6 separate regions of the Mus musculus genome follow, and all the other regions are linked to region 1. A link is a contact called in public ChIA-PET, Hi-C, HiChIP or PLAC-seq and capture Hi-C data. All regions are on one chromosome and are shown on one strand. Each heading gives the region's core, a stretch centred on a gene start, on an enhancer-like site or on the middle of the called end of the contact. The rest is flanking DNA. Distances are from core to core; before and after follow the strand shown. Region 1 holds the start of Nrbf2 (nuclear receptor binding factor 2). Region 2 has its middle 8.5 kb from the start of 1110002J07Rik. Region 3 has its middle 21 kb from the start of Gm32515. Region 4 has its middle 33 kb from the start of 1110002J07Rik. Region 5 has its middle 39 kb from the start of 4930563J15Rik. Region 6 holds the start of 4930563J15Rik (RIKEN cDNA 4930563J15 gene).

Region 1 (4,187 bases), core at 1,135-3,634:
CATTTGGAGTACATTTCCATGACGAACTGTATGGTTTACGAGAACTTTCATTAAGTCACAGAATTTAGGGCTACCTTTTCATGTTGGGGGAAGACAAGGCTGTGTACTCACTGACATTCAGAAACAAAACAAAACTTCAAAAAACTTTAGTCTAGGGCTCAGTGGATAAAGACACTCACTCACACACACACACACACACACACACACACACACACACACAACACACACCGCTTACATGAGTTCAATCTCCAAACCCACATGGTGGAGGGAAATGACATTCCCAAGCTGTCTTGATTTCCACAGAAATGACCCGCGCACAGACACAAGCCCTAGTCTCTAGCACCTCTTTAACAGAAGCTTGCCAATGCTACTCTGCAATGCACTTAAATCATTCAAGTAAACACCCTGTTACCTTTCAATGGTTAGCTAGGCTGAAAATCAGAAATCTTCAAAATCTCAAATGGCTTAAAAATTCAAACTGCCACATTTCTGAAATTTGTCACGTAAATTTTAGGACCGGATAATGGAATTGTGCTAGCCTCCTAATTTACCTATTTAAGACAGCAAACCTCAGCAGGGCCTGGAATCCCAGCATTTAGAAAGCTAAGCTCATGACCAGCCTGGGCGACAGTGAGCTTGGAGCTAGCATGGCTCAAACACACAGTAGCTAAATAAAAGTCCCATTGCCACCAGCTGCCTCCTTTATCCCAGACTGAGGGATTGGTACTCCAACTTCCACTGCCCCAGTTTCAGTGTTCTCATAGGGAACACCGAATACGCTTGTGGAGCAGGTAGCCAGGGTTAGGCTACACCCTGCTGCCAAATCAAGTGAAGCTAACTGGAAGTGAACCAGTGATCGTTCGGCAAGGACACTTGAACTTTGAAGCACTCGGTAAACAGCTGGCTACGACTAATAATATTCCTGTGGAGTTTCCCTGGTGAGCCACCCATACTTCACTACAAACTATAGTTGGCCACACAAATTCTCTTACAAACAAGAGAGGCGCGAGGTTATTTCCCTAGCTCCCCAAAACTCACCAGTGTAGCCTCATTAGCCTGAAGTGTAATCCACTTAGAAACGGACGCAGGGTCTAAATTAGTAACTCTTGGGTAGATTTCTCGGAGCTGCAAACCTGGCGCCAGGGATGGAACCATAGCTTTAGGTGTTCACTCTCCAGCGTTGACGCTCAACACTCCCAAATCTCATTAAGTGACAGGGGCTACGGTCTCACTGGAGCAACTAACTCTTCCAATGTTCCATCCATAACGTACAGTTCTACGTGTCTCTTATCTATTCAGTCCTTTAATCCTCACAACGAACGAGGGTTAAAACAAAAACAAAAAAAAACAATGAAGTGAAAATTTTTGTTCAAGGTCTCTTGAGGCTATTAGGTGACTAAGCCCGAGTTCAAATCCAGGAGTTTGGCTCCAGAAATCCATAGTCTGAAACCACAGACTCTGGCTTCTCTGCACAGCACGGACCAGGCTCTTCCAAGCCGGGAGGGAGGGCAGAGTTCCAAAGGAAGCAATCAATCTTTCCCGGTCCTGCTCTCAATCCCTCCGCATCATCGCAAACCACCTACAGACTTGGGACTTGCAAAGTTTTACTCCGCAACACTAAGGAACCAGACGTCTGCATCTGAATTTCATGAACCTTTTCCCAGGAAACCCGAAGATGTCCTGTGATCACACTTAGAACAGAACTGTGGGAGGTTTGGGGTTTTGTGGGGTTGTTTGGGGCGGTGTGTGTGTGTGTGTTCCTTTTTGCCCCAAACAATAATGACCCGGCCCCCTGTGTGTCTCTCTGTATGTGTTTCTGAGAAAGGCAAACACGTCTGGTACTTTCGTGAGCCTTAAAGCAAAGGCACCGGGCTGCGGGGCGTGGACTGGGGTTCCGATCCAGCTGTTTCAGAGGGGCCTTCGCTAGCCCAGCTGCGAGGGCAGCAGGGAAGAGGGGGTGCGGTGTGCGAGGCGCGGCCCCGACACCCCGACTCTGCCCGCGGCCTGCAGGCGGCGGCTACGTGGCGCTGGGACGCGGTCCCAGCAGGGCAGATGCCACGGGCCCCGAGGGAGAGGCCTGAGCCCCGGGGATCAGGGTCCCCTCCATGAGCTCGCGGCTCCCCCTTCAGTGCCGCTTGACCCCCTCAGCCCGCGTTTCCCCGCAGCCTACCGGTCCCCGACTCAGCCCGCGACCACTCACAAGGTTGAGGGGTCCTTCCATCACTTCCATAAACCCCGGGGTGAGCAGCGGCCCGAGGCGGAGCGGCGGCGCCCGGGCACATGGAGGGGCAGCGAGGGCAGGGAGACGCGGCGGCTGGCAGGAGGCTCCTCGCAGAACCCGGAGCCGGCAGTGAGAGCCCAAGAGCGACAGCCGCGCCACTTCCGCCTCCGACGTCGCGTCGCGGGGGGCCGTCCCGGCGTCGCTGCGCGCGGCGGCGTGACGTCGCCACGCGCCGGCGCGAGGCAGGGGGCGCGGCTGGGGTGAGAGCATGGGGTGGGCGGGGCTAGGGGCGGGGCAGCAGCTAAGTGACAAAAACCGCCCCTCTCCTCGCGAGAGGGAGCTCTGCTAGACTTCGGCGGCGGCTGTCACGTGATGAGCCGGGTCTGGCTAGTTGGTTAATAAGGTCACTCTGCACGCTTGACCTTTCTTCCTTCCCGTAGGCTTTCTCAGGTCCTCTCCTTGTACCTCACCCCTCCTTCTCCGTTTCTGTTCTATCTCCGTTGACTTTTTTTTAAAAAGCAAATTTGAGCCAAGTTAACACCCTGCACTAGATCCGCCTTACAGGAGGTTTCCATATTTTTTGCCTTTTGGCAGAGAGTCTGTGGCCCAGATCTTGTACATGTGGCAGTCTTGTGTCGAGCATATGAGCAGGTGCCACCATACCTCCACTCCACCGAGAGGATTTGACAGAGATAAGTGACCCCAGGGTCACAAACTAATTCTAAAGCAAGAAGGATTATAAGCCACCAAGTATAACCGTTCTTCAACAACTATGTACTAAATCACTGTGCTAAGGTCTTTCTGTTTCCGCACCCACTGGCAAGTAGATATGGTTTATGGAGAAAGGGAGATGGAGAGGAGCTGAGAGAACAACTAACATATTGTGTGAAGGAAACCGGGCTTACCTGGAGGTTTTTTTTTTTTTTTTTTTTTTTTAAAGATTTATTTATTTTTATTATATATAAGTACACTGTAGCTGTCTTTAGACACTCCAGAAGAGGGCGTCAGATCTCATTACGGATGGTTGTGAGCCACCATGTGGTTGCTGGGATTTGAACTTCGGACCTTTGGAAGAGCAGTCGGGTGCTCTTACACACTGAGCCATCTCACCAGCCCCTTACCTGGAGGTTTTACAGTACCAAATTCTGTAATGAAAAAAACTTCAAAGAACCACATGAATGTACCTTTAAGAATTTGTAATATTGGAGGACGTGGAGACGCAGGTTGGGTGTTAAAGGAAACCCACCTGGGGTGTGATTTTTTTTTAAGATTTATTTATTTAATTTATTTTAGTACACAGTCACTGTCTTCAGACAGACCAGAAGAGGGCATCAGATCCCATTAGAGATGGTTGTGAGCCACCATGTGGTTGCTGGGAATTGAACTAAGGACCTCTGGAAGAGCAGTCAGTGCTCTTAACCTCTGAGCCATCTCTCCAGCCCCCTGGGATGTGATTTTTTTTTTTTAATATGAAACCTTAAAAAGCCAGCCGAGGAAAGAGCAGAGGCAATGTACAACATCTGTAAACGGGGAGGAAGAGATGACATATATAACTTAATATGAATAATATATAGCATATATATCTAAAATGATTTCAAAAGCCACATGGGTTGTGAAGTGGGCCCTAAGGTTTCAGGTACTAACCAGACCCCAATTACTTACCTTGATTGAAGCTTGGAAGATGCAAACAAGGAGCCATTCGGGCCAGGCCCAGACTCCTGATCTATGGCATTTGTTATTTAGTATGTGTGTTGTCTCAAGCCATTGTATCTGGTAGTTTGTTCTATGGCTGTCCTGATTAGCTTTAACTGACACTGCCTGAGTCACCTAAGTGGAGAGCCCCAATTAAGGTATTTCCCGGATGTGATTGGCTGGTGGATAGTCTGCAGGGATTGTTTTGAGTCTTAGCTAATGTAGAAGGGCACAGGTCCAGTGGATGGGATAATCCCTAGGCAGGTGGTCCTGA
Region 2 (4,187 bases), core at 712-3,211, 360 kb before region 1:
GTGAGCTACCATGTGGTTGCTGGGAATTAAACTCAGGACCTCTGGGAGAGCAGTCAGTGCTCTTAACTGCTGAGCTATCGCTCCAGCCCCATATGTCCTCTTTATTTGACTATTTATTGTTTAATTAAAGATATTTATTTATATGAATGTTTTGCCTTTGTGTGCACCATGCCTAGACCCTGCACAAGGCCAGAAGAGAGCATAAGAACCCTTGGAACTGGAATTAACAGAAGGTTATGAACTACCATGTACCCCAAATCTTCTTCAAGACCAAATGCTCTTATCTGCTGCACTGTTTTGCCAGCCCTCCTCTTGTTCACTTTTTTTTCAAATGGGGTTGACTTTAAAATGGTTCTCCCCAGCCAGGCGTGGTGGTACACGCCTTTAATCCCAGCACTCAGGAGGCAGAGGCAGACAGATTTCTGAGTTCGAGGCCAGCCTGGTCTACAAAAGTGAGTTCCAGGACAGCCAGGGCTATACAGAGAAACCCTGTCTCGAAAAACCAAAAACCAAAAAACAAACAAACAAACAAACCAAAGATGGAGCAAAGACAGAGGAAATGGCCGACCAATGACTGGCCCAACTTTAGAACCATCCCCTGGGCAAAAAACAATCCCTGACACTATTATGATACTCTGCCAGGCTTGCAGACAGGAGTCAAGCATGGCTGTCTTCTGAGAGGCTCCAGAGTCAGCAGCTGACTGAAATAGATGCAGAGACCCAGAGACCCACAACCAAACATTAGACAGAGCTCAGGGAGCCTTGTGGAAGAGTTAGGGGAAGGATTGAGCGACCAGGAAGGGTTCAGGACTCCATAAGAAGACCAACAGAGTCAACTACTCTGGAACCTTGGGGGTTCCCAGAGACTGAACGACCAACCAAAGAACATACATGGGCTGGACCTAGCCTTCTCCCCAACATTTATAGCAGATGTGCAGTTTGGGCTTCATGAGGGTCCCCCAACAACTGGAGGAGGGAGCAGGGGTGGGGAGCAAGGAGCTGTTTCTAACTCCACTGCTTGCTTGTGGATCCTGTTCTCCTAATCAGGCTGTCTTGTCTGGCTTCGGTGGTAGAGGATGTACCTAGTCCTGCAGTGACTTGATATGGCAGGGTGGGTTGGTTGGTACCCAAGGGGGGGGGGAATCTCAAAAAATAATATTCCTCCTCAAAGACTGAATATCTGTAGAATCATTTTTTCTTTTACATATAACATGTTTTCAATCAAATGTGAGTTAATAACTAGGCTATTTGTAAATTAATAAACCTAATAAACAAGAATAACGATCCATTCAGAATGTATTTAGTCCTTGAAGTTCATTATGACAAAAAAAAAATAACAAGGCTTTCTTTATTAGTCTGATTTTACTCAGAATAGTTCATCTACAATATTTTCCTTCTTTTAAAAAAGAACTCTTAACACCCCCAAAACAATGAGGGGGGGGTCAAGTCTTACAAGGAACAAACATGACATCACATGGGGAAGTGAGTCACTGTGTATCACACTGGAGACTTAGTCAGGACTAACCTGACTCACGTCCTTCGGAGCCAAGAGCCGATCCTAGCTCCATCTCTCTGGAAAATGAGTCATTTACTACTTCCATTACCTCCCCTTGAGATCAAATCAACTGCAAATTGAAGTAGGTCTCCTAAAACTCAAGTGGCTGCACTGGAGCTATTACACCCTGCCAAGCACACAAGGGTTTCGATGTCTGGAACTGACTGGTTCTTTTGCCTGCAGAATGTAGGCTCAGCCTTGATACCAGTGTGGTACGCTTTCTAGGCACATCGTGTCTAAACACTCAAGTGGCTATTATCTTTGAGGCCTCTGTGCTCTATAGGGATGGGGGGATACTTGGTTGATTATCTATCTATCTATCATCAGTCATGTTATACTGGACACTGTTGACACAAATCTGAAAGGCCATAAGGACTTTGGTCAACAAAAAGTCAAAGTGCAGGGCCTGATAGCAGCTCTCCTGTTTGCCCTGTGGTTACCTCTCTGAGTAAACAGTACAGCAGAGAAGCTGCCTGGTAAAAGGCAAATTGGAAGGAAGTCAGACTAAGTCAGAGACCCCAAGCTGTGAAAGAGCTTTGAACAGAGCTGGTAAGAGTCCTCAGTGCCTAGACTGAAGTCTGAAGTGGATTCTTTTAATGTGTTGACAGTTGGCCAGAGTCTCTCATCTGGCAACCCAAGTTACAAATATGGAAGACAGGCACACAAACACCCATAGCGTCTGACATGACTGGGCCACCCTCTCATGTAATAAAAATCAGTTAAGACACAACTTCAGAACATCAGCTGTCCCTTTTGGAGAGAACACTGAAATTTCTCTCCAGTATTTTTTTTCAGGTCTCCACTGTCTATCACCGTTTGACTTAGGTTAATTTCATCTTACTTACTTGATCCTGATAAGCACCTGGATTCGCAATCTCTGAGAGCTAGATTCCTAGAGGGTTTTTAGTTTTTTAGTTAGGGTTAGGGTTTTTTTAATTGGGGGGGGGTGTTGTTTGTTTGTTTGTTTGTTTTGTGCTATCTAAACACAGCACTTAGAAGCAGAAATGCTTTTTCTGTAAATACAGACAAAAGCCTGCAGGTATGGTGGTGCACAGCTGTGGTCTCAGCATCTGGGAGCATAGAAATTGGGACATCAGGAGTTCAGTGTCAGCTGTTTACACATAAGGAGTCCAACTTGAGCTACACAAGACTTCAGAAAAAGAAAGAGAGAAAAGAAGAAGGAAAGAAAGAAAGAGAGAGAGAGAGAGAAAGAAAGAAAGAAAGAAAGAAAGAAAGAAAGAAAGAAAGAAAGAAAGAAAGAAAGAAAAGAAGAAAGAGAGAAAGAAAGAAAGCAAAGCAAAATATCAAAACCAATTTAATTTTTTTAAACCAATTTAATTTAAAAAAAAACAACTTTTTATTTAAGTATGTCTGTATATGCCGTGTGTGCAGATCCCCTCAAAGGTGAGAAGAGGGTATCAGATCCTATGGAGCTGGAGACACAGGCAGTTGTAAACCCTCTGATAGGGAGGCTGGGAACCCGACTTGGGTTCAAGCACTCTTAACCACTGAGCCATCCTTCTCTGTAGGCCACCCAAACTAGTTTTTAAAGCTTAGTAACATTGTTTTTTGGTTTTTTGCTTTGTTTTTTGAGACAGGGTTTGTCTGTATAGCCCTGGCTGTCTTGGAACTCACTTTGTAGACCAGGCTGGCCTCAAACTCAGAAATCTGCCTGCCTCTGCCTCCCAAGTGCTGGGATTAAAGGCGTGAGCCACCCCGGCGCTTAGTAACATTGTATATAGCTCGTTCCCAGTGTCTCCATGAGAGTTCTGGCCACCAAACATGTGCTGATCATTGGATGTATGCCAGATGACATGCTGGATGCTTACGTCAAAATGGGAAATGTTGTTTCTGTCCTCACAGAGTCTATGATGCAAATGAACAAGCCACCAAAATTCCTTTTAAAAAAACATAAAAATAAGGAGTGATTGTGAACATCTGTAATCCCAGCACTTGCGGGGCAGAGGCAGGAGGATCTCTGAGTTCAAGACCAGCCTGGTCTAAAGAGCAAGTTCCAGGCCAGCCAGGGTTACACAGAAACCCTGTGTCGGAAAAACAAAAACGAAAACACGAAAACAAAACAAATCACGATGAAACTTCACAAAAATGAAGCCGAGGGACTTTATATTAACTTATCCCCAGCCAAGAGGAAGTAGAACTTTATCTTTATCAATTCATAGACAATCTCAGTCCTAACCCACAATACCTAATACACAGGAACACTGTGTTCTCAGTACCGCAGGGCACAGTCATTAACCTCAAGAAATCTTTAACTGCAAAGTCACTAAGCCAATAATTCAAACCCTTGATCACACGTGACGAAGCTTAACAGCGGCTCTGAGTTCTCAGCATTGCGCTCAGGCAGGGATCGCTTCCTCTGTGGACCTTGGAGGCTTGAAAGAAAGACTCTTGTGCTGAACTAATCCTTGCCTTGAGGAGTTTAAGCCACCACCGAGGCTGGGAGCCAGCTGAAGAAGAGTTGAGGCTTTCCCCAGTAAAGCCACAGCGTTCTGACTAATGACAGCAGGGAAAGTTGAAGCAGGGGAGTAAGCGGAAGTGGGGAGGAAGGAAGGGGAAGGAAACTAGAACGTTCCAAAGGGAGGCAAGCTTAAGTAGGTGCCGAGCCACAGTG
Region 3 (4,187 bases), core at 713-3,212, 360 kb after region 1:
AACCTCTGAACCTGTAAGCTAGCCCCAATTAAATGTTGTTTTTTATAAGACTTGCCTTGGTCATGGTGTCTATTCACAGCAGTAAAACCCTAACTAAGACACCACCCCGTGGTCCAGAGTTGTGACTATCCCACTGGCTCAATCTAGCTCATAGATGTTTTTAGTCTGATTTGTAGTGTTTTTATAGCTTTGGGATAAAAACCTGTGCTATTTATTGAGTACCTACTGTGTGCACTTTCCTGGGTGTCTTGTGGGTGGTGTGTTGTGTAAGTCTGACATAATCTTACAAAGTGCATTACTGTTACATTGTAGACAGGAAAAGCAAGACCTATTAAAGAGCTACCCTAGTACTAAAGTTGTTACGAGGCAGACCTGAAATTTGAACCTGGACCACACAAGTTCAGAGCTCACTTCTCTGGCTGCAGCAAGAAGTGATTTGTCAGCTTTTTATTTATTTTATTTTATTTTTATGTGAGCCAAGGGGTTTTACATAACCATGGAATCACTGCTTTCTCCTGAACAAGTGTAAGGCATAGAGAGAGGGCTGGAGAGATGGCTCAGCTAGGAAAGTGCACTGCATTTCCAGGATCCACATAGGGAAGCTAGTTGTATGCACTTGGAATCCCAGCACTCGAGGAGGCAGTGGCAGGCAGATCCCTGGGGTTCACTGACAACCCAGAGTATCTAACTTGGCAAGTTCGAGGCCAATGAGAGACTGTCTTCTAGTATCTGAGAACCAACAGCTGAGGTTTTCCCATTGCTAGTGCCTGCATACATATGAACATATATGTAATCACATGAGGTATGGCCAAAGTTCACGGGAGATGATACTTAATTCTTAAATTTGCTTACTTCCTTAAATGGTTTACATCTCTCATGTACGTAACTGCTGGATGTGTCTTGACATTCATAAGTCCTGACCTATTCAATGGTTCTCAGATGGAGTGATTTACCCCCCGCCCCCCCTCCCCTGGGTAGGATTTTTTGGCAAAGTATGGAAACATGTTTGGTCACAACAAAATGAAGGAATGTTACTGGCTAGAGGCCAGGGATGCTGCAAACAGAGTTTTCTGGTCCAAAATATTGGAAATGCTGAGGTTGAGAAATGATGGTCTAACTCAACTTTATTTGATTCAGGAGAAGGGGATGGAGAAAGGACTAGGCAGACGAGAGATCTTCTCTTTCTTTAAGAGGACCCAAGTTCCGTGCCCAGCAGATATGCAGAGAGGCTCAACCATCTGGAACTCTTGATTCAAGGGCACCTGGCATCTTCTCAGGGAACCTGCATATCCCTACCTCCACATACACATAGTTAAGAAAAATAGATCATATAGAAGGAAACAAATCTCAAAGGCCAGGAATTGCTCTAGTCCCAAAGGAAGTTGGTGTTAAGAGAAATGAGACTCCATGCAGTGTCACCTTTGCTGATGTCGCCTTGTCTTGAGGTTAGCAGGCCAGTGAGTGGAAGATCCTCATCAATAACATTTTTAATCGATTGTTTTCTTAAGGTGAGATAAAGAGAAAGGTGTTGCAGTGGACATGGAAACCCCCATTGTCTAAACCACTGGATGGAAGAGTTGCTAATTAAGAATCTTCTAATTATCTCTAAGTGAAAAATTTTAAGATTTCAGAAACAGCTGCTGGGACCCCCATTACAAACCACTCCCCTTCCCCAGCATCTATAAGGCACAAGTGTCATGTAAGGAGGCCTTCATAGTGGACGGGGGTATCTCTGCTGCTCTCCTTAAAGCATCTGATGTGCAAGAGGCTACCGAGCATTTGGTTGTGATTCGATCAATGAACAAGGCTAGGAAATTCACAGAACAATGCTAAACTGTATCCTTTCTTGTGGGTTTGATGATTTGCAGATGAGGCAGCAGTTTTAGCTCAAATCTCTGAACTTAGCTTGTACGGTTGGTTGCCGTGGTTCAGCTGCCTTGTTTTGCTGGGAGGACACTTCTGCAACTTCTCGGAGACATGAACTAGGTCACCAGAAACTGCTGCTTTCACTTCGAGGCTCCTTGCTCAGGGCAAGGGCGAAGAAGACACAGCTAAGGGCTCTCCACACACTCGACAGATGGAGTACTGGTTGCAGCCTCCTCCACAGGACACTCTGCTAGTATTTTCTCTACCAAACTCTTGCTGACAAATGAGAGGAATACATTATCCTGCACAGTCGAACAAATACCCTAATGGGACAGCTCCAGGTTGCCAGCATGCTGATGACTTCAGAATCTTTTCCATCATTGTATCTGTCCTCCTCTTCCCCTCCCCTCTTCCTCCCCTCCCCCCTCCCCTCTTCCTCCCCTCCCCCCTCCCCTCCCCTCCCCTGCCCCTCCCCTCCCCTCCCCTCTCCCTCCCCTCCCCCTCCCCTCCCCTCCCCTCTCCCTCCCCTCCCCCTCCCCCTCCCCTCCTCTCCCTCTCCCCTCCCCCTCCCCTCCCCTCCCCTCCCTCTCCCCTCCCCCTCCCCCTCCTCCTTGGGGGAAGTGTCTGGCAAGCAAAAGCCTGTGACAGTTCAGGGTGTCACTTCCTTCCTGGATTGTTTGCAGTAGAAGAAAAAGATACTTGCTTTCTCTTGGGTATATCTTGTTACTTTGTTTGTTTACACAGGAACCTTTCCAAAGCTTTTTCCCTCCCCACCCCCACAGGCCACTAACCAACCATCACAGATAAGTCAGAACATGAGACTCTGCATCAGCCTCTCCCACCAGCTAAGGAAAAAGAGTTATCATTTCTGAGTTTAACAAAGCGTTTGACTGTGAAGAGGAGTGGTAGCTACAAGTAACCAGGGTTCTTTACACAGAGAGAAAAGAGATAGCTGGGGTCAGGACATCATCAGAGAACCCCAGAACTATTTGCTTTGTTTCTGCATTTCTGTGGCTGCCACCTTAACTTGGGACATGGCAGAAGCCCTTCCCTAACCCTGTGGGTCACATTCCAAACAATAGAGGCACCCAGTCGAATAGCTAGAGCCTTAAGACAATGCTACTGCCCACATTAAAAAAAACAACAAAACAAAACAAACAACAAACCAACAAACAAAAAATAGAGAAAGGGCAAAAAGGTGGGTTATCCTTCTCTCCCTACTGGCATGCAGGAAGCCCAGGGTACCACATACTGGTGTGCCAGTGTTCACAGGACAGCAAGTGCTGGTGGCTCCCAGGCTGACTCAAGAGTGGAATCTGTGCCCCTGTTGGTTAACTGAGGACGACATGGCTTGTCCTCACTTTTTTCCTATCATAGTGCTTCATTTGACAAGTCTGTACCTTTGAGAGGTCCCATGGGAGCTCATTTTCAACTGATTCATCCAGACCCACACTGGTGAGAAGCCCACGGTGGTCAGTGCATAGCCTTTTCCTTTTCTTTTCTTTTTTTCTTTTAAGAATCAGACTTTCTCTACGTAGCCTTGGCTGTCCTGGAACTTGCTCTGTAGACTGGGTTGGCTTCGAACTCAGAGATCTGTCGGCCTCTGCTTGCCAGATGCTGGGATTAGAGGCATGTACCATACAGCTTGGCTAGCTTTTCCTACTGGGCCCATCTAGCCTGCTGCACAAAAATATTTGGATTTGGAGTTGCTGTGTATAAGGACACCTAAATTAATTCACTATGTGTGGACACCCAAGTCCTGAAGACTGCATTCTGACTACCGTTTACCCACTGAGGACTTAGTGAATTATATAGTTCCCCCAAGTTCTAATAAGCAAGCCTAACTAGGAAATGTAGATAACGCCTGTCTCTCAGAGTCATGTTCCCTCTGTTAATTAACTGAGAATACATACAGAGCAGAAATGCACGGAACAAGGTAAGACACATAGTTTCAGTGGGTGGCAACTCCGACCGTTGTCATCTAGGACATATACCAGTATTCTAGAATGTTCCTTATCCCTTCAGCTAACACAGCACAGTCACCCATTCAAGGTCTGTGATCAGACAAAATCTATCTCTTCTCATCATAACTGCTTTTCTGAGCCTCAAATTTGTCTCCGGGAAAAAAATGTCTTTTAAAATATAAAGTGACTCTGGTGGAAGAATTAAGTAAAAATTATTATCTGTGACTTAATTAAATATAAGTGCTATAAATAGTGTGTCACTTTCCAGTGACAGGACTGTGTACGTGCCAAGCTTAAGCATAGCTGGATTCCCAAGAACTGGATCTGGGCTTTTTCTCTCCCCTCCCCCCATCTTGG
Region 4 (4,187 bases), core at 1,177-3,676, 330 kb before region 1:
CTGTCTTCCCATCTTTATTACACAGCTGGGAGCTTATGGACCAAAACATGCTTTCTGCCTAAACCCGATGACCAATTTTGTAATCCAGTTAAATCAACTGAAACTATGGGTATTGGTGCTAATGAGCTCGCTCAACTCCCAAGCTGCAGGAGCAGGAAAGCCACTGTCCCCTGAAGTAGGGCACTGCACCTTCTTTCCTGCGTGTCTTCCTTGGAGCCAAAGGAAAGGAGCATCCTTATCTTATAGACACTCACAGAAGCTTCAACAAGAGCAGAATATGGTGGTGTACTCCTTTAATTCCAGCACTCGGGTAGTAGAAGCAGAGCAGCCTGTTGTACAGAACGAGTTTCAGAACAGTTATGACTACACAGAGAAACTCTGTCTTGAAGGAGAAAAAAAAAATCCAAACAAGCAAGCCTGCTACATTTCCCTTAGTCTGTAGCATCGGATGGTACCCCCGCTGTCTCGCCATACTTCTGCAAGACTAAGTCGAATCTACTGAGCACTAAAATACAGAGGCTTCCAGCTGGAGGGGTGGCTTAGTGGTTAACAGCCTTGGGTGCTCTTTGCAGAAGGCCCACTTCCGGTTTCCAGCAACCACATGGATAGCAACTCTCTGGATCCAATCCCCTCTTCTGATCTCCACAGGCATTCACATGGTCCACACATGTACATGCAGACAAAACACTCACACACAATAAATAAATAAATCTAAAAAAAAAATTTTTTTTAATGGAGAAATGTTGCTGTTTCTTCCAGTCTTCTCCAAAGGCCCCTGCGTGTGGCAAACATATTAAGTGAATGCGTATGCTTGTTTTACGTCCGTTTGTCTTTTGTTCCAAGTATCCCAGCCATGAGGCTGGAGGGACCTGATACAAAGATACGTTTTCTTCATCACATGCTAAGCTAGACAAATCCATGGGTATCCTTTAGAGCCCAGAGAGAAGACCCACACATGTGCGCAGTCTTGATGAACGAAGGTGATTGACTGAGTTAGAGATGTAACTCAGCGATACAGTCCTTGCCTGTCAATCACCAGGACCACTCAGAAAGGAAGGTGGAGCGTTAGGTCAGAGGTAGTGAGCAGTGTGCTCCCACGATGCTTTAAAGAATGGTTATCTGTAAGGAACGAGGTGGAACGCTACTTTGGACTCTCTGCCCCACCCCACCCCACCCCAACCCCCCCTCCCTGCACAAAACAATCTCACAGTCGTGATATGTAAACAGCTAAATCTTTTCAGGGTTTGGGGATAGATGCTTATAATACTAGCACGGAGGAAGAGGTATTAGGACTACACAAGACTCTGTCTCTAAAAACGAAGGAGAGAGAGAGAGAGAGAGAGAGAGAGAGAGAGAGAGAGAGAGAGAGAGAGAGAGAGAGAGAGAGAGAGAGAGAGAGAGAGAACTGAAACTTTAGGACTGGAAAGATGGCTCAGCAGTTAAGAGCACTGACCGCTCTTCCAGAGGTTCTGAGTTCAATTCCCAGCAACCACATGGTGACTCACAGCCATCTGTAATGGGATCTGATGCCCTTTTCTGGTGTGTCTGAGGACAGCTACAGTGTACTCACATACATAAAACAAATAAATAAATCTTTTTTAAGAAGAGCTAAAACTTTAAATGTTTAGAAGGAAAGTAAGAAAATGGGTTTATGCTGTTAGAATACAGACATGTTCTTCAGCAAAAACACAGCCGAAAAACATTAGGGAATGCTCTATCGATTGCTTGCTTGCTTGGTTTATTTGTCAACTGATTTGGAGCAAGGTCTGCTGTAGCTCAAGCTAATCTCAGATTTGTGACATAGTCAAGGGTGATCCTAATTTCCTATCCTCCTGCCTCCACCTCCCAAATGCTGGGATTACAAGAGTACCTGAGGGATCAAACAGAGGACTTTGTGGGGGCGAGGCAAGCACCCAGCCCCAGGAAACACTTATTAATTGGACTGCCTTTAAAAATACATCAAAGGACACATGCCTACATAATTACATTCATTTATAAATATTTGTTGAACTATCTCCTTAAGATTCATGCCTACACAGGGAGAGGGGCAGCATTTGGGATGTAAATAAAGAAAGAAATAGATTAATTAATTAATTTTTAAAAAGCTAAGTTGGGTGGGATGGTGACAATTAAATTATATATTTATGATATGTATGCTTATTTTTATGCCTTAGGCTTTATATTTTCTTTCATGTCTAGCTATTAAAATTTATGTAACTTGAATTGGGGAACAAATGTTAAAGATGTAGATATGCAGCAACTCACCTTAGCTTAGATTTGAGGTCAGAAAAGAAGAAAAGCTATTTTTAAAAAACTTGTCTGTTATACTTTCATTTTAGAGGTAAAACAGACAAGACTATGAGCAGACAAGCCATAGAACAGGAAACCTGCATTGCCAGCGTTTTCTCTCTCTGCGGTCGCAGGCAAACGAAACTGAAAATCAGGAGGACAGATTTTACACACATTTGATTAGCCAACGTTAACAAGTCTGACAGGACCTGTAATCGATAAGAATCTGCAGCCTGGGGGAACTTTCCACACTGGTAGCAGCAGTGATAATTATTTAAGGAAATTTGAAATATTTACTGTCATGTCTAAATGTTACCACCCAGCGGAATTCTTTGTGCATAAACATCAAAGGGAAACTCCATGAAAGTCCATGTTAACAGGGAACTCAGGACAAAAATATTCACAGAAGCGCTTGTTAGTAAAAAGAAGGATCAAGAAGCCTAAAGGCCCAACCTGGGGGGGGGGGCAAAAAAAGATCAAAAAGCAACAGTGAAAACAGTAGATGGGATACCTTGTAGCTGAAAATATAATCGAGTCAAAGTAACCATAGCAACACGGGCAGTTTTCCCAAAAATAATGTAGGACTGGCAAGAAGGCTCATCAGAGGTAGGTACTTGCTGCCAACCCTGCCAACCTGGGTTCAGCTACCAAAACCTGTGGTTAACCTAACCATAGGAGGGAATTGACTCTAGAAGTTTGTCTCTGACTTGCACCAGCTTAGCTTAGCATGTGTGCCTTCCCCAATGTCTCTCACCACCACCTCCAGGCCCCACATGCACACGCAAGAGCACTATAACAATTGATTTAATTGAATAAAAATGACGTTAACCAGGGAAGAGGAACTTCTCTGAATCTGACTCTGGCTCGTTGTCTGGCTTTGTCTTTATCAGAAGCCTCTGGGGAGGCAGCCTGCCAGCCAGGGCAAAAGTGTTACTGAGAAACATTGGGGTCACTGGGATTGGAACCCTAGGCTAGGTTGGGTGTCGGCCACCAGTCAGGAATGAGGCTTATACTCACTGGGTACTTCTGTTTTTCTCTGTCTTGTTGGCAGTCATGAGTAGGTCCCTGTGTGAGAAATGAGTGTCCTCAGATGACCCCCAAATGGAAGGGAAGAGATCAGAGCTTTGTCCACACTTGACTCAGGAGGTCTAAGTAGAAATCAAATCTGTACTCAGCCAGCCATTTTTAGTTCAAAGTGTTCATGACATATGTATCTCTTGAGTCACACTGATCCAATCTGGTGGCCTCCGTTCAGGGATTCTTTTCTTTTTCTTTTCATTTTAAGAGAGCAGTCAGACTCTGGCTGTGTTCTGGGTGGGTAATGAAGCCACCTCCTAACAGTATAGAGTACAAGAAGGGACATCTGGCTGACATCTTACCAACCCTCTCCAGCTGTGGGCCAGGGCATTTTCTTTATTCTGTCCCTGCTGGCCTCTCCTGATTCATCCTCAAGGCCACCGGTTCTGCGCAATGTTTGGTATATACCCAGCTGGAGAGTGATAGTTAACATTGGTAATCGATGTCACAAGATCTACAGTCACCCAAAAGACAAACCTCTAAGGAAATTTCTAGACTGGGTTAACTAAGATAGGCAAATCCACTCTAGGTAAGTTAAGGATGGTACTACTCCATTGGCTGGAGCCTCAGACCAGATAAAAGGACCAAGAGACCCAAGTATCAGCATTTACCTCTTTTCCTGACTGCAGATGTCACATGACCACCTGCCTCAAGTTCTATCAATCAAGCTACCATAACCCCCCACACACATACCCGCTGTGATGGTCTGCACCTTCAAACTGTAAGCCAGTACAAACTTTCGCTCCTTAATTCCAACGCCCACCCCCCCCCCCAGACTATTAGCATTCCATTTTTTTGTTTGTTTGCTTGTTTGTTTTTTG
Region 5 (4,187 bases), core at 879-3,378, 330 kb after region 1:
AAGGTTTCACTTGATGTAGAAGAAGGACACTTTTAAAATACATCAGAAGCTAGAATGCCAAGCACCTCTGAGGATGACTGATCGTTTTAATGACACTGGTGATCATCAGTGAGCCTGTGACTTGGATTTGGGAGGAGAGGAGAGGAATGTACATGGACAATTTCTGCCAGGTCTTCCAAAGAGCCCATTCTGATTTCAATCCATTATTAAACGTAATGGGTATCCAGGGGGTCTGGCACATGCTGTCCTTTAAGTTTACTGTTGTGGGTCAGTTTACAAGGAGTGACCGCACGGGCCTGTATCCCTTCCTATGTTCATGTCTCTAACTTGGGTGTGGTGCCAGCTGACATTCTCTGGAACCCCACTGAGTACTGATGGGACCAGAGGCTTGTTCTCTGTAGAACATGTCTTCAGACGGTGGCTTGCCCACTCCCATCTTCTCTGAAAATGCCTGAGCAGTCGATTGCCCTTGATCTGCCATTTTCCATCACATACTTATATAATTTAGCAGTAGTTCCCAGAACAACATGCTCTGAACAGGATCCCCGCTCACATTGCCCTCTCCTGTCGGTCCAACTATGTCGGGTTTTCATAGACTTCTGTCATGAGCTGGGTTTTTACTCCAGACTCCTGGAATCTTTCTTCTCAGCAGGTTAAGAAGACAAGTTGGGTATACCATCTCTCTGCCTTAAGCCCTCCATTTGTCTTCCAGCACAAATGGACACTCACACACTTCACCATGCCTGTTTTCCACAATGTTCTCACCTTAGGTCATCACACCATGTCCTCCAATGCTCGTTAACTCTCCCTTGAATGCTGCCTATCTCTTTGATTCCTTTGTTGGAGGTAAAGCTTGCTCTGACCTCACTTTGCCTTGTCTTCAGAGGGCAGTTTACCATGTCCAGGGGTGATGTTAATCGCTCCTTATCTAGGTGTGGATTCCCTTTCTCACCTCCTGAATGCTATGCTTTGACAGTAAGGACTTCACTTATTGGTCACATAATCCTAATGCCTAGATCAGTGTCTGGAACCTAGTCATGGTTAGGCATTTCTTGTTGCACTCCTGAATGGGTTATGGAAAGAGACCACAGGGTTGTAGGCCAAGTCATGTGAAGACTCAACAAGGTAATGTTTCTAGAGATAATGGGAAATGCACAGTAAAGACTCCAATAAAGACTGGTGGTAAGGGGTGTTCTAGAAGCATGGGATTCTACAGACCTTCTAAGAATTTGTGGCCATATTAGAATTCAGATCAGTGTCCATAGCAATAATGGTTGCCAAGGCCAAAGTCAAGACCATGGCAGATAATATGAGTTGAATGTAAGGCACATTGGGGTTGTTTCTTAGATGGCAATTTATTTACCTTCTTGATGGAGTAGAGCTATTGTAGGGCCTGAGTAGCTTTGAGGCTGACCTTGATTCAGAGAGGATAAACTCTTTTATCCCAAGAGGCTGTAGATTAGGTCAGCCTGCCAGGAGACCTTTATTGATCAGTCCATTTAAAACTGTGAGGTCTAAGGAGAGACACATTCCTCCCTCAACCAGCACCCAACACAGTATAACCTCCTCCCTTGCATATCATTCCTTCTTATTCCCTCAAATAGCCCAACAATTCTTTGGGTAAGATGTCATGATGCAGACAGCCCACCAGAGACCAGTGAGTTCCATGACCCATTCACTTCTCATGACGGGGAACTCCACTCATCAGCAAGGGGCTCTGGGCTGTCTGGGAATCCCCATAGCAGCAGTAATCTCTGTGGAGCTGAGCAACAAAACAATTTTCAGATTTAGCACCACGGCCTCATGAGGAGGGAGGGCTGCTGCTGGTGGCTCTCGGAAAAAGCAAAAGCCCAGATACTGAAATATCTGGGACGTAAGAGGTCGATGGCTCTAGGGGCTGGACATGCTGCAGACACTAAGCCCGGTGAGCCTTGCCTCACCAACCTCAATCCTACAGGGACATTTTGAGAGGCTATACAGCAGTCAGTGCAAAACCCAGTCCATCACCTGAAGCTAAGAGGCAGAGAGGCTTGGCGTGGCTTTCAGAGGAAGCGAGGTGAAGGTGCTTCTCTGCTCAACAGCTAAATAAACCACTCAGACCTTTCATGACTCACAAACCACAGAGCCCACAGTTGGCATGCGCCTCATCCTCCTAGTCTACAGATATTGACAGAGAGCCTATTGTGTGCCTGGCAATGTGCTGGCCCGTGTTGAAATGTAGTGGTAAAGCAAGATTCACTGTCTCTCCTATCAGTGTGGACATTACTCCGGAGTGGTACATCCTATAGCATGGAAGGTAATGGGTACTAGTTATGAGGAAACGGCTTTTGCCAGTATTTAGCTGTGACCTCGGACAAATCACTTTACTTCCTCACCTTCATTTTCCACCCCCCATCTCTATTTTTAAGGAAATGACATAGTACATACAGCCTAATAAGGCACAATTGGTTAACAAGTAGTTATATGCCAATAAAGGCTGGCTCTTCTTCTGGTTAGTAGAGAATTCCTATGAAGACACATTTTTGTATTGAAGCAGTTGAGTCTTGAACAAATCTACATACTTTTAGAGCTAAGACTAGAAAGAAAATGGAATAATTGGAAATAACATTTTTTGTTTCCTGTTTGAGGGTCTTTCTGCACACCTCTGTCTCCCTCTTGCTGTTCTGGAGGCCCCTGTTTTCTGGATCTTCTGGCTGACAGGCCGGAAGGAATCCAGGCAAGCTATGGGGACCACACTGGCACTGTTTCAGAGTGCAGGCTTCAGCGTTAGCCAAAGAATGATGCCTTTCTAGACATGGATGGGGACTCTCCTGAAAGTCATTGGTGCTGAGAGAGACACAGAGACAGAAAGGCTACAGCAATATACCCGTGACTACACGGGATGCTGGTCTTACTCTGTGAAGAAAGGATGGACTCTCTTAAGCTTTGGGGTTTGGGGCTATGGGAGAAGAGAAGAGTTGTTTCACAGTGTGTACCAAGCCCTGGATAGCATTGGGGCCTAAACTGAGAAAGGCAGCATAAGTACATGGAGAACACCATTCAACAAAAGGAGCTGGACTCACAAAGAAGTTTATAGACTTTTTATGCAACCTGAAATAATGCATTTGCTTCCTGCAAAGATTCCATGGAGTTAAAGCATAAGCTTCAGGCTAAAGAAAGATATTTACAATGCTTGTTACTGGCAGAGAACTCAAAACAGCATTTTATATCTTACACATCAATAGGAGAAGAAAATCCAAGAAAAACAAGCAAATCAAATACACAGGGGTGTAAGTACAGTCTCTTCTACTCTTGCCTTAGTTCCTGAATAAGGACTCTGAGACTTAATTATTTATAAATAAAAGCCTAGGCCATAAACTTGAGCTTGTTGCCTGACTAGCTCCTGACTTATGTAACCCTTTTATTCTATTGTATGTCTACTACAAGGCTAGTTACCTCCCCTCAGTTTCAGAGTCTGACTCCTCGGAGTCTGGGTGGCAGAATCTCCAAGGGTTCTTCTCTCTCTCTCTCTCTCTCTCTCTCTCTCTCTCTCTCTCTCTCTGCTGGATGCCCCACCTTCTAATCCCACCTCAGCCCATTGGCCATCAGGTTTTTATTGACAGGTGATACTTCCACACAGTACACAAGAGGTTCTCTTGACACAAGAGGGGGGGCAGGCGGGGCAGCACAGAAAAGGGAGCACAAATTGCTCTCAATATCAAGACAAATTAAAATTAAAATCATAGCATGATGTGATTTTGCACTTTTTGGGCTGGCAAGACGATATATCTGATAATACCAAGTTTTGGAAAGTAGAACAGTATTCCCATATATTGCTGGCAGATGTGAGACTTGGTAAATTACAGCATATAGGCAATTGTCAGATTGATGTCTGTTTCCTAAGATTCGGTGACTCGCCTCCTCCCTTGGTGTGCAACCCAAACACCCCTTTGCACACGTATACTTGACTTCAGGCACATAGTGTCTCCTGGCCATTGTTGGAGGGATCAGTTACAGAGTACAGCATGATGGTGTCAGCAGAGTGAATGAGATAGAGATTTGCTTACTAATAACGGATCCTGAAAAGTGCCAGCTAAGAACTTAGTAGCATCCCTCACTTACTAGTGGGACAGCAATATTTAAACTTCAGAAGCATTTGAGTTATATGATTAGTTTAGATAAGAATTTTAAAACATGCCAACCTTATA
Region 6 (4,187 bases), core at 601-3,100, 290 kb after region 1:
AGTAATGCATTTCAGGGCCGGTAGAGCTAACTTTTTTTAGTTCTGTGACCTTTTCCTGAGCCATCCTCTCACCACGGCTGATGTTTCAGGCATCATGATGTTCCCACTCGTCATCCTTGAGATGAAGAAAGAGTTCTCTTCGTAGTCAAGGAGGAATGGTTTCTTTCCTAGAAAGTTCTCAGAAGACTCCCTGAAGCATGGCTAGCCAGACGATGGTAGGAAACGCTCCTTAAACCAGTGGCTGATTTGGGCAATAGAGTTGCTGTGATGTAGTGTTATGTTAAGGCTTAACTCCTAGAGGTTTAAAGGGGCATCTCGCTGAACTCAGAGGACATCGTAAACAAGGCCAACGTTCAGCTAAGCAACAATTGCAGTGAATGGCCGTGCACGGGCATCCTATTCTGATCACTAATAAGTGCTACAAATGTTTTCTGCTTGAGGTATGTGTTCATGCTCATGCATGTTCATGTTCGTGCGTGGAGGCCAGAGGACAACATATGTTGTCACTACTCTGACACCATCTGCCTTGTTTCTAAGACAAAAATCTCTCGTTGGCCTGAAACCTGCCCAAGAAGGCCAGGTACAGTTAATCATTGAACTCCAGGGATCTGCCAATCTCTGCCTTCCTGACTCTGGGTTTCATGTACACTCTAGGAATTTGGGCTGTTTTGACATGGGCTATTGAACTCAGGTCCTCATGACCATGAGGTAGGTGCCTACTGACTGAGCCATCTGCCTAGCCCATGCCTTTTGAGACACTGCAGAAGAAAAGATTCTTTGTTTTGTACCCTACCTGCAGTACAGAAGTTATGGGTTATTTGTAATACTAAAAGAAAAAAAATCCCGTTGAGATGGGTTTTTTTCTGTTTAGCCTGTCTGTCCTGAAACTGCAGACTAGCTTGGCCTGGAACTCAGGGATCTGCCTGCCTCTGCCTCCTGAGTGCTAAGATTAAAATTGTGCACGACCATGCCCTGCTTGAAAAGAAAACTTCTCCTCACAAGACAGTGTTTTTATCAATTATTTGGGCACCCCACAGAAAACCCCCATGGAGTCCAGTTTGTGTTGCCTGTATACTCACTGGCGCATGATCAAACTCCAATAGCCAGCACTTTAAAGAAACTGGGTCACGTGGTCTGTAAACACGCCCCGCCCAGAACCATCAGCTCTGAAGAGCTATTCTCTTAGCATCGTTATTCCAGTTTGTAAGGACTGCTCAATAGCTTTCTGTCTGTACCGTTTCTTTTTTTTTTTCTTTTTCTTTTTTTTGGGGGGGGGCGGGGCTAGGGTGAGGCGAGGAGGTTATCACAGAAGCCTTCAATGTCCCTCATTCTCAGTCACGAGTCCGCAGCCATCAGCATCACTGCAGAACAGGTTTCCTTTCCTGTAGCAGCGGGTGGCAGCAGGGACCACAGACACCAAAACACCCTAAGCTTTCAATCGACAGAGAACACGGCAACTGAGTACGAAGTACTGCCTCTGAGCTTACACGTCCGCCTGTCCGTCAGTCTGTCCACCCTTTGCTCTCCCTTGCTGATAAGCTTGGGGCAGCTCAGTGCTGAGGTAATCATCTCCTTTCAGCCTATCAGCCGAGCCCGATCGACACCTTTCTTGTTGATAGTGGTGCCCTCATGGCATTCTGGCCAATTGGTAGAAGTCCTCTGAATGTGGGTTTTCTGGAAATTCTTATCTTCACGACAAACTGATAAAGTGTTAGAAGATAGAAGTCTCTCCGGGACTTCCCCCTTCCTACTGCAAGATGATATCAGGTGCTATAGTATACCTCTCTTGATAGCCTAAGGTACCAAGCCTGGGGAAGTATTCATACTGGAGACTGGGAGGAATAAAGATTCTGAGTCATGAGACCAAGGCCAGCACTACCTACGTCCAGAATTCTGGCTGTGTGAGGTCACTGAATGGCCTCATTGTTTAAGTGACTGAAGCTGGCTCTCCCATTTCTTGCATCTCAGTGCATTGATGGTACAATGGCAGCGACCCGCTGAACAGTAGCTTGTACGGGTACCACAGCTTTTCTTCACCTCCCTCCTCAGTAATGCTTTAGCTATGGAGACTGAGTGGCTAGACCATAGCTTCTGGGCCTCAGGACCAAGTCGGATGACCCCATCCTTACTCACTCTTAGGCCTTTAGAATCCACCTGATTTTCTTTATTGTTTAATCTAAGTATTTATTATTACTTTATTGTTGCTATTGTGTGTGTGTCTGTGTGTGTGTGTGTGTGTGTGTGTGTGTGTGTATGCATGAGTATATGTCATGCCATATCTGTGGAGGTCAGGGGGTTGGGAGTCAGTTCCCTTCTGTCACAGGGGGACCTGAGGCTCCAACTCAAGTCATCAGGCTTGGTGGCAAGCACCCTTCCCTGCTGAGCCAGTTCATCAGAGGACCTTCCACTTGATTTTCTAACTTCTTGCATTTTCTATTCTAGCTAGATGCAAAAGCTTCAGGTCAGAGGCTGGAGCCCTTCCTCTTCCTGCATCTATGCTTATATACTGTGCAGAAAGATGATTCTCAATGGCTGGGACAAAATGAGTCTTTCCGAGGCATCTTTCCTTTCTCCACAGCAGCACACAGAGAGGCAAGTGTATGGTTCATCTTCTAGAGACACACATTCACCACCTTCTTGGTTTTTTAACTTGAGAACAGGAGACCTGAGTGTCCTACGGGCGATCTGTTCACGTGAATTACTAACTCTTGGGGTGGGAGCTTATCCAGATCTTGTTTGCCCCACTGGTATTTCCATCTCCACACTGCTTAGATGCATGGGACCCGTGATGGTTGGCTTGAGACTCCCTCTCACGGATGTCAGTCAGTTCTAGGTTAGTTTGTCATGATTTAGTGAAGTTGGAACTTTTGGTGTACCTGTCTTGTGTTGGGGAGGTGGGAATGGGATGGAGCTTGGAGCATTGCCCACCACCACCATATGCCCCACCTGTAGCCTTATTGCCTGTGTAGCATCTTGCTGGATTAATGTCACCACAGGCACCTCTCCGGGGTTGGACTACCTCCCTTCCCAAAGTCTGCCCCTCTCCGAGCATAAGAGCCTTTTGTGGGCCCCAAGATGTCATTCCAACACAGAGCTTTGTGCTAGCAACTGTGGGTTCTCCTTAAGGTAACTGTGGGTGGCCCTCCATTTATTTCCCTGCTTCCTTTTTGTTTCTGTGAATTCTGTATACCCCCTCCCCTAGGCACATGCCGTCCGTGTCATCTGAATGACCACTTAGAGGAAGGATCAGGAGTTTGTTGTTTCGTTTCCAGCATAAATCAAAACTTTGTGTTCACGCTGTGGTGCGAGCAGATCCAGGAATAGCTTTGGGATTGCTAAGTGTCTGGAGAGCACCGACTACAGACATGTTTTGAAGCTGGTCATAACAGTTGCTACAGCTGTTAACAGTTCTCGAAAGAATAGCAGCATTATCCAGCAGGCCTTAAAATGTGCCGGACTTGCATTGCACAGAAGTCACACTGGGATAGATGTGGATTCCCCCTCCCCTTTCTGAAACCTAGCCATAAAGTCTTCAATAACTTAGAGAAATTCCTTTCAGTTCTGAATCCAACATGAAGGACATTGTGTTGTGACAAACCCATCTCGCAGCCCATGAACGTTGTCTTTGTGTGAGTGGATGTACGGGTTGTACTGTTATGTTTTTATTTATTCTGCATTCTTTATTCTAATGTCCTTTCCTTTTTCCTGACCAGAAAGATTGTTATTGAGCCCTTCACAAAGCTGAAATCCTGCAGTGTGTTAAAAAAATGTTAACAATTCAAAGAAGTTATAAAAATTTATAAGTTGGCAGAATGCTTGGGAAATAGCTGCATATTTTAATATAAATAGGTAATGCAAATATTTGTTCATTGCATTGAGAGATGAGTCTCTGTTTTCCAAAAGGCCCTGCTATTTAAATTTGATTTATTTGATTACATTGAAATAGTGTCCATCATGAATGAGCCCAAAGACGAAATGCCACCATTGTTGGCAAATGAAAGAAAATAAGTTTGATATGTGGTTGCATTGTGTGGCTAAACAGTTTCTGCCCAACAGTGGGGGCTGCTTTGTGATGAGAGTTCTCATGAAGGTGACTGCCTTTAACTTTTTTTTTTTATTTGCAATTTGAGATTAAAGTTTGATGTTTTAGAAGACTATTAGCTTTCTCCCTCTCCCTCTCCCCCCCT

Evidence for each region. Hi-C and Micro-C count contacts between places; a contact is called where the count stands out from the background. ChIA-PET counts read pairs in DNA pulled down with a chosen protein or histone mark. HiChIP or PLAC-seq counts read pairs in DNA pulled down with a chosen protein or histone mark. Capture Hi-C pulls out chosen DNA fragments and counts their contacts.
Region 2: a contact with region 1 is called in an H3K4me3 HiChIP or PLAC-seq map of bone marrow-derived macrophages, with 7 times the contacts expected there. The contact joins the enhancer-like site here to the promoter of Nrbf2 in region 1. A contact is called at or near these places in 5 of 39 promoter capture datasets (the C10 cell line, cranial neural crest, neural stem cells and 2 more), 2 of 15 datasets of contacts at CTCF or cohesin (CD8 T cells and the NIH/3T3 cell line), 8 of 484 Hi-C or Micro-C datasets (CD4 T cells, CD8 T cells, cardiomyocytes and 2 more), 19 of 115 datasets of contacts at active chromatin or transcription factors (the NIH/3T3 cell line, astrocytes, bone marrow-derived macrophages and 16 more) and 2 of 9 other capture datasets (adipose tissue and liver).
Region 3: a contact with region 1 is called in an RNA polymerase II ChIA-PET map of memory CD8 T cells, with 42 read pairs. The contact joins the enhancer-like site here to the promoter of Nrbf2 in region 1. A contact is called at or near these places in 1 of 39 promoter capture datasets (pre-B cells), 1 of 15 datasets of contacts at CTCF or cohesin (the NIH/3T3 cell line), 2 of 484 Hi-C or Micro-C datasets (both in CD4 T cells) and 4 of 115 datasets of contacts at active chromatin or transcription factors (double positive thymocytes, embryonic stem cells and memory CD8 T cells).
Region 4: a Hi-C map of B cells shows a contact between it and region 1, with 21 read pairs. The contact joins the enhancer-like site here to the promoter of Nrbf2 in region 1. A contact is called at or near these places in 2 of 484 Hi-C or Micro-C datasets (B cells and embryonic stem cells) and 3 of 115 datasets of contacts at active chromatin or transcription factors (bone marrow-derived macrophages, effector CD8 T cells and memory CD8 T cells).
Region 5: a contact with region 1 is called in an RNA polymerase II ChIA-PET map of memory CD8 T cells, with 15 read pairs. The contact joins the enhancer-like site here to the promoter of Nrbf2 in region 1. A contact is called at or near these places in 1 of 15 datasets of contacts at CTCF or cohesin (the NIH/3T3 cell line) and 4 of 115 datasets of contacts at active chromatin or transcription factors (bone marrow-derived macrophages, embryonic stem cells, memory CD8 T cells and 1 more).
Region 6: a capture Hi-C map of macrophages shows a contact between it and region 1, with 3 times the contacts expected there. The contact joins the promoter of 4930563J15Rik here to the promoter of Nrbf2 in region 1. A contact is called at or near these places in 1 of 39 promoter capture datasets (stem cell-derived epiblast-like cells), 1 of 484 Hi-C or Micro-C datasets (CD4 T cells), 3 of 115 datasets of contacts at active chromatin or transcription factors (bone marrow-derived macrophages, memory CD8 T cells and microglia) and 1 of 9 other capture datasets (macrophages).

The regions. Positions count from the first base shown.
Region 1 is chr10:67,282,897-67,287,083 of GRCm38.p6, forward strand. It overlaps Nrbf2 (nuclear receptor binding factor 2), which reads right to left and starts at 2,385. Exons shown (of 4, transcript NM_001036293.2): 1 at 2,201-2,385. The coding sequence starts at 2,230. It overlaps Gm46200 (a long non-coding RNA gene), which reads left to right and starts at 2,537. Exons shown (of 3, transcript XR_001779690.1): 1 at 2,537-2,624.
Region 2 is chr10:66,926,795-66,930,981 of GRCm38.p6, forward strand. No RefSeq gene overlaps it. Among named protein-coding and RNA genes, the nearest start is that of 1110002J07Rik, 8.5 kb to the left of the region's middle. Within about 2 kb of position 1,962, at least 113 of the 459 cell types and tissues checked have an H3K27ac peak or open chromatin away from gene starts, as enhancers often do. A contact at or near this core is called in CD8 T cells, adipose tissue, bone marrow-derived macrophages and 4 more, where this site is marked.
Region 3 is chr10:67,641,864-67,646,050 of GRCm38.p6, forward strand. No RefSeq gene overlaps it. Among named protein-coding and RNA genes, the nearest start is that of Gm32515, 21 kb to the right of the region's middle. Within about 2 kb of position 1,963, at least 88 of the 459 cell types and tissues checked have an H3K27ac peak or open chromatin away from gene starts, as enhancers often do. A contact at or near this core is called in double positive thymocytes and memory CD8 T cells, where this site is marked.
Region 4 is chr10:66,951,030-66,955,216 of GRCm38.p6, forward strand. No RefSeq gene overlaps it. Among named protein-coding and RNA genes, the nearest start is that of 1110002J07Rik, 33 kb to the left of the region's middle. Within about 2 kb of position 2,427, at least 73 of the 459 cell types and tissues checked have an H3K27ac peak or open chromatin away from gene starts, as enhancers often do. A contact at or near this core is called in B cells, bone marrow-derived macrophages, effector CD8 T cells and 1 more, where this site is marked.
Region 5 is chr10:67,608,738-67,612,924 of GRCm38.p6, forward strand. No RefSeq gene overlaps it. Among named protein-coding and RNA genes, the nearest start is that of 4930563J15Rik, 39 kb to the left of the region's middle. Within about 2 kb of position 2,129, at least 58 of the 459 cell types and tissues checked have an H3K27ac peak or open chromatin away from gene starts, as enhancers often do. A contact at or near this core is called in the NIH/3T3 cell line, bone marrow-derived macrophages, memory CD8 T cells and 1 more, where this site is marked.
Region 6 is chr10:67,570,109-67,574,295 of GRCm38.p6, forward strand. It overlaps 4930563J15Rik (RIKEN cDNA 4930563J15 gene), which reads right to left and starts at 1,851. Exons shown (of 2, transcript NR_155444.1): 1 at 1,488-1,851. Gm32364 (a long non-coding RNA gene) reads left to right here. Exons shown (of 10, transcript XR_003948892.1): 1 at 1-215.